Regions from separate parts of the Triticum aestivum genome. Here region 2 is linked to region 1. The links are chromatin contacts, called in public Hi-C maps. All regions are on one chromosome and are shown on one strand. The core of a region is the stretch at or near the end of the contact, and the rest is flanking DNA. Distances in the headings are between cores, read along the strand shown. Region 1 has its middle 230 kb from the start of LOC123092941. Region 2 holds the start of LOC123092941.

Region 1 (3,397 bases), core at 705-3,204:
TTTTGCCGATTGATGCACCTGTAATTTTGCTGCTAAAGGCCAAGTTGACAATGCCGAGGCGGAAACTAGTGTACCAACTGACCGGTAGCATCTGGTGATCGAGGCTTGACTTGTTTCTAGAAAGGCGTAGTTAGTAAGCACATGCTGACGGTGACCTGACCTTATATGAGTAAATGGGGAGTCAGAGGTTCAACTGTTCAAGCATAGCGTGCTTGACTTGTTCAGAGTTTCAACACTCTTGTCCACTCTCAGATGGCCTATCCATTACGCCCGTTGACATCAAATTCATGCGTATTTGTATATACTATATACTTGTTGAGTGAGCTCACTGCTCACTGCATCCAGGGACTTCCCTGCATTGTACCCACTGATGTATATGCCTGGACTTCGTACAGTGTATAACACCAGCAGCAGCTGGTGGCATAGGAATACTACTATTCCTAGTATTAACTGCAAGTCAAATTGTGGTTAGGCGTCGCTGAGGTTTGGTTGTTGGGTAAGGTGATCTGACAGTTTGGATGCCCTAATTCCACAAACTTCGTGGTCAGATACATCACCTCGACTAATTACTATCTGAAGTTGAAGCCTATCAATCCCATTTGCGTGGGGAACCGCCAACTGCTACAGGTCTTATTATAGTACTTACTGGCTAAAGTATGAGTTAAGAAAAGGTTGCGGGGAGATGTAGGTGTTTGTTTCTTACAGTGTAGTACATGCTAATGATTCGTAGGTCTAAAAAAGGTGTAAAATTGTGCATGGTTGTTGAGGGGGTGTAGAAAGTAACATGCACCTGTCACCTAGATATGAGGTTGGTGTTTGGTTATCTAGCCCGGTGCCCCACCTGTCATAGGCAAACCAGACTTGATTTGGCTTGCAGCAAAATAGACTAACTCGATATATTTATAGACCAACTCTGTCATCACTCTCTTTCTTTCTTTTTTGCAAATGCAAACGTACATCTGTCATATATATACAGTTGATCAAAGTCTGGAAAACGTCGTTTGTCATATGGAGTGTATCCCTCGAGCATTAATGTTTTACAAACTTTTTCATATATAAGCGGTGAGGTCCAGCTGTGTGTGGACGGCCGTGACGATGTGGAAGGCGGCGACGTGGGTGGCCATGGCTCTGGCCTACCGGCCCGCGCTGTATTTTGTTCTGGCTGGAATCGCCATCCATCAATTGAAAATGCAGTTACATATCGCCGATTGTGTGCAAGAAAAACGAGTGCTTCCAACTCTGATAGTAGCCATTACTGCCGCTGACAAGGAGATAAATTAACAGCCTCTGAGATGGACTGCAATCTAGCAGCAGTGTATATATTTACGCCAAATTACACAAATATTCAACTTAATTAAACGCGTGGCTTGTCAGGCTAATAAGGCAAAAAGGGCGCTTTTAAAACTGAAAGCAAGCTCGCGCAACTGCGTCAGCTACTTGCAGTTGAGCCAACCGCGTCGTAATCCGTCTTTCAATAACCACCACGTGCATGCTGGTCAGCCAAATCAACCAGATAGATGCTCCGTGCGCAACCTGGTATGTAGTAACTCCGATCCGGTGCACGTACGTACGTATTCTACGTGTCGCGCCGCCGCGCACGATCGAGCTCACGTACGCGCGTCACCGGCGATCTATCTAGATTCTCAAGTGGCTGGCGGGCCGTTTTGTATTTGCGCCGGCGACTTGGTCGACGGGACAACTCCGTATGGCGCCGGCCGGCCCTGGGCATTTACTACATGCGCTCATCCGTCCATGCATGCCCATTGACGGGGCTGCTACGCGTATGATGGATGATCGAGTGTCGTCGCTGGCACGAGACGAGAGTTTGTGTTGGACAAGCAAGTCCGTCGAGATTGATCGTCAAACGCCTTATCGTCACGAGGGACGGGTGGGAGGGCGATGCCGTAAGCAAAGTCAGCGATGTCAAACACCATGATCACGACGTGCGGTTGGGAGCAAGGGAGGATCGTGTGGACGTCATCGGGTCAATGAGGAAGTCGGGGACGATCGTGTGGAGTGTGGTGGCTGTTCTGCTACCGGAATGTTGTTGGCGGTTAAGGCCGGCCAGCCGGCCGGCCTATTCACTGCGCTTCGCTATATCACGATAGTGCCGTGCTGAATCACCGGTGTGTACAGTGTCACCGTCGGAGTCAACAGGCGAGATGAGAGCGTCTAGGAATAGGATTAAACATTTGCTAGGGTAGGGTATGTGTCCATCGCTGTCGGTGCCGAGCACGTCCCGCGTCTCGGATTTTATGTGTAAATGGTAGTAGGAGAAGGAGCTAATAAAAAGCAGCTGTCAGATTTTATGGTCGCGGTTACGCGTCGATCGCTCCGGCTCCGCGGTGTAGTTGCCGCCGTACCGATGTCTCATCTTTCATACGATACGACCTCTCGGCAGTTGCCAACGGCCGGCGACGAGGACGTGCGTGCGTAAGCGGCGGAAAGCTCGAGCAAGCAACCTGCGCAAGGACACGCATGGAGGCGGCCAGTTGTGCGCCCGCCGACAAGAATTGGTTGGAGGCTCGGGATCACAAGAGACACGAAAAGCGGAGCCAGGCGGGCGTGTGCAGGTGCCAGTGGCGAATGGTGGCGCGCCGGACGGGGAGACGGATGGCTCGCTCGGCACGCTATTGGAGCGTACATCCATGACCGGTGACCGATGACGGATGATGTGCGGTTGTTGGTATGGCCGTTGGATATCGGCGGGCGCCGACGGCCGTCGACACATCTGGACGCCTCGCGCTGTTGCGCGGCAACGGAAGGAGATGGCCGGGGTTGCTTGACGGGCGGAGATGCGCGCTGCACCTATATCTCGCTTAGTATTTTCTTTTGAGCGGTATATCTCGCTTAGTGCGAGAGCACCTTTCCTCTCGCTCAAGCTTTTGCCCCGCGTTGTAGCGACTGGGCCAGCCTATTTTTGTCTCTCTTTTTTTTTCCTTCGCTGGTTCGTTCGCCTTGCTCGGTGGGTTTGTTCATTCCGGGCTTTTTCGTCCCTTTTATTTTACTTTCTTTTTGCTTCGTTTCTTCACTTTATTTTGGTTTTTAAGTCTAAAAAAACTTTATTTTGGTATTTCTTTCATTTGCTTTCATTTTCTTCCTTCCTTTCCTGGTTTCACCAGTATTATTTTCTTTATTTTTATTTATTTCTTTTTTGGGTTTCATTTGGTATTTTGTTTTCCTTTCTTTCTTTCTTTGGTTATTCTTTATTTATTTCTTTGTATTCATTTTTTTTGGTTTTCTTTGCTTTCATTCTTTTGAATTGGTTTCTTCATATTTTTATTTTATTGAAATATTTTTGTTTTCCTTTTGTTTTTATTGGGTTTCTTCATTTTTTTTCCAAAGTGTCTTTTTTTCACATATGTTATCTTTTTTGTACACATTCAAAAAAAATCTT
Region 2 (3,738 bases), core at 665-3,164, 230 kb before region 1:
CCATCCGGAACAGGCAGTTGGGCAGCAGCATGTCCCGCCGGCTCCCGTGGTAGAAGTTGGGCGTGATGATCTCCGTCGAGATCACCAGAGCGTTCGAGTTGGGATGCACCTGTTCGATCAGATAATCAGATCCATATCTATGCCGCTAGCTAGCTGGTGATCGAATTAGTTGCGAAGAAGAGTGAAGAGTGCAGTGGCAGTGGGTACCGATATTAGGTATGCCAAATACCAAAATAATTAAGGATGGGTTTACTAACCTGGAGCATGTCGCGCGCGAGGTCGATGGAGATGAGCCCGGCGCTGCATCCCATGCCGGAGAGGTTGAAGCTGCGGATGTTGCTGCGGAGCTTGTACTTGTTGATGATCATGGCGGAGAGCGAGGGCGTCGGGGAGAAGAGGCTGCAGTTGACGACGAGGATGTCGATGTCCTTGGGCTTGAGGCCCGTGCGGCGGACGAGGTCGTCGATGGCGTTGAAGATGACGAGCTGCGCCTCGGCGCGGGACGCCTCCATGCTGGGGTTGGGCGGGATGTAGTGGTTGGCCGGTGGGAGGCAGGTCTCCTCCCCGAGGCCGGAGCGCTCGAGGATGCGTGTCTGGAAGCGCAGGCTCTTGTCGTTGTTGGAGATGAGCTTGATGTGCTCCATGAAGGTGGTGAAGGGCACCCGGAAGCTGGGGGAGGGCTTGTAGCAGCAGTAGTCGACGAGGAAGACGGGCCTGGGGCGCGACATGAAGTAGACGGTGGCGACGAAGACGACGAGGAAGGCGGAGCAGAGGATGTGCACGAGGTCGAGGTCGAGGGAGCGCCAGAGCGTGAGCAGCTCGCCGGGGCCGAGGCGCGCCAGCTCGATCGCCGTGGCCGCCATGACCGGCACCAGCAGCAGCGTCAGGAAGTGGTTCACCAGGTACTGGTACCCCAGCTTCACGTACTTGAGCTTCACCGACCCGGCGAAGCCGCTCCCCAGCGCGCTCGGCATGACCGGTCCGTCGATCGGTGCTGCTACTTAGGCCTCTAGCCCGGCCCGCGCCCGCACGTCACGGCTCGCTCCCTGGCCTTCCGTCCCGCCGTGCACCACTGGCAGAGCTGCCTGCCTGCCTGTTTCTGCGGCGCACCGCTGGGCTGGGGTTGGTGCTACGCGCACGTACACGTCTCCTGGTGCTGGCTGGGTGTGGGGTTGGAGATGCCGGGCGGAGCGGTTGCGGTTGCGGACTTGCGGTTGCAGAGGAGGTGGTGGCATGGTGGGGTTTTAATAGAGTGGCGGGGCGGAGGGAAGGACCGGGGCAGATGGGTAGTTTAAATGAGGAGACTGGCTACCGCCACCAACCGGAGCGCGAGTTCGGCTTGGATGGATGGCCACTGGGGGCGCCTGCTTGCTCGCACTCACACACGGGCACGGGACCTTGTGCTGCGTGCGACTACAGTCTTCGTCCTGGGCCGGGATCGCTTTCTGCAGCCTCCGCGCCGTTTCCATCGGCCTTCTGCTCGGTAGAGTGACGGTTAACGCCAATGCTTCAACGCGGATCGTTTCGTTTTACGAGGCCCCTGAAATTTTACTGTTATTGTTAGAACATCTACAACCGGACATTTCAAACCCGCCTCATACGTCTGGACGGACCGTCCGGTCACTGTCCGATCTTGATTTTTTGATCCAGATGGGCCCCTCAAACGACCGGTCTGACCGGCACCCTTCATATCCAGCCCAAATATGGGGCGGATATAGGGGAAACCCGCCGGTTTGACAAACGCCGCGGTGTGAACGCCGCGTGGCGAAGCTCTGGCTCACCGCCCAAGGCCATAGCCGGCTATTTAAGCCGGCCGGCGCCACCAGCCCTAGCACATCTGCATCCGGATGGTGAAAAAGAAAATAAGGAGTGCCCGCGGACGTTTGAGGGCCCGGATTTGTAAAGTCCGGATGTAGATGTTCTTAGATGGACGTGGAGTAATTGGTCCCGAGCACACATGTGCCCGATATCTCCTCCGTTCGCTAATGCATGTGGATGTGGGCCAATAGTTTATACGGTGCGTTAAGGGCAGCTCGTAAAAGCGGACTGCAGTGAAATACGTATGCGTCAGAGGCGGTTCGTGGGCCGGGCTAGCAGCGTGGGCGGACGGGTTTCTGGGCGGCCGTCGACCGCCGACGAGGTGAGCCGTGGATCAGGTTCTCGATTTCCGTCTGCTCCGTGGCTCAGAAAAGTCGCTGCTCCACGCATTGAATGCAAGGTGTGTCTGTTCTTCCCCAACGCGGCCGTCATTTTGGAGATTCAGAGGCAAGGAGGGGAGAGAGTGGAAGAACAGGCGACCGACAGGATGGATTTCCTCATGCAATCAGGAGGTATGTCGATCCGATGCTACTAATCGACCTTGTGTGTTTTCCAGTGTCGAGTTCTAGCGGTTAAGCTTTTGTGATTTGTCTCTCCCAGATCCAATCGGATTGAGGAGGTTGGGGGAGAGTCTAGTGCTGGAAGGGTTGCCGGCACATGGCGCCAGGCGGACAGTGGTCAAGTTGACGCTGCAGGAGGCCACGGGCGTGAGCGCCAAAGGGCGGATCTGCGGCGTGGCTGAAGCGGCGGCAGTGGCAAGGGGCAGCGGCAGTGACAAGGGGCAGCCCGCCTCTGACTTCCGAGCTGTCGACGGGGAAGATGAATCCTCAGGCTCCTCGTTGGAACAAGAGGTCAGTGATAACATTAAACTTAGCAATCAAACGAAAATTTTCATTAGTATAATATTTCCATGCTTCGTAAGGTCATATAGTTTGGTTGAATTTCCGGGTGTCCATGGTGCGAGACGAATTGGTGTGCAAAGTGAAAACTGTCTGTTCTCAATTGAAGTTAAATTCAGCATTGCTATAAAGATTTACAGTACTCTAATTTCATGCTTTCTAATGTCATGCAGTTTGGTTGAATTTCTGCTGGGAGTACTCTGTGACATGAATTAGCGTGCAAACTCACTGTTCTGAATTGAAATAAATTCAACATTGCTATGAAGATTTACGGTACTATATTTTCATGCTTTGTAAGGTCATACAGTTTGGTTGAATTTCTGCTGGGAGCACTCAATGGTTTGATAGGAATTAGTGTGCAAACTGTCTGTTTTGAACAGTTAATTTCATCTCTCAGTTCAGTAGTTTCATGTGCAGCTTGATATTCAGTGGGTTAAATTGTTTGACACAATAATTGAAACTGCTTTTAGGTTGAGGATTGGAGCTTCTGCCCCAAGCTTGACACCTTGCTCACCCCGCGTAAGCGCTTTTGAGAAGGCAGTTAGGGTCTTCGTAGAAAACCCAACTGAAGATGAGCCGTGGCTTGTAATTTGGCGGTGGTAATCTGGTTCGCGGACCAGGAAATTCACTCTCTGTTAGGTGGATGGCTTGAATCATTCACTGCAGGCCGGTGGCTCCCCGACTGCGGTATCCAAATCCATTTCCAGTCAGCGGGGTGCTGCAGCGCACATGACTCCATTCCAGCGATGGAGTTCCTAATGCAGCCAATTAGAAGGTAAGATGAATCCATGGATTTGTCAAGCTAGCTGACTTGCTAAACTGTTGTTGAGATTTATGTTCTGATTTGGGTCTCCTTGCGCGTTCTGTTGGCTTGTCAGGTATCCTATTGTGGAGGAGGTGAGTGAGAGTGAGCAGGAGATGAATCTGCCAGCAAACAGGGCGGTGGCGACTTTCCCGATAGTGGATGAACCGTCGGCGGCCTATCCACGCAGATGTGTGAGTTACAGACTGCCGTGTTGGG

What was found. A called contact is a pair of places that touch in the nucleus more often than the background predicts.
Region 2: a Hi-C map of leaf shows a contact between it and region 1, with 5 times the contacts expected there. The contact joins the promoter of LOC123092941 here to the enhancer-like site in region 1. A contact is called at or near these places in 3 of 5 Hi-C or Micro-C datasets (all in leaf) and 1 of 1 datasets of contacts at active chromatin or transcription factors (leaf).

What each region holds. Positions count from the first base shown.
Region 1 is chr4B:501,886,353-501,889,749 of IWGSC CS RefSeq v2.1, reverse strand. No RefSeq gene overlaps it. Among protein-coding and RNA genes, the nearest start is that of LOC123092941, 230 kb to the left of the region's middle. Within about 2 kb of position 1,954, at least 2 of the 8 cell types and tissues checked have an H3K27ac peak or open chromatin away from gene starts, as enhancers often do. A contact at or near this core is called in leaf, where this site is marked.
Region 2 is chr4B:502,114,171-502,117,908 of IWGSC CS RefSeq v2.1, reverse strand. LOC123092941 reads left to right here and starts at 1,914. Exons shown (of 6, transcript XR_006444946.1): 1 at 1,914-2,330; 2 at 2,419-2,669; 3 at 2,891-2,990; 4 at 3,188-3,492; 5 at 3,596-3,738. LOC100270666 (3-ketoacyl-CoA synthase 6) reads right to left here and starts at 1,248. Exons shown (of 2, transcript XM_044514797.1): 1 at 258-1,248; 2 at 1-109. The coding sequence starts at 974.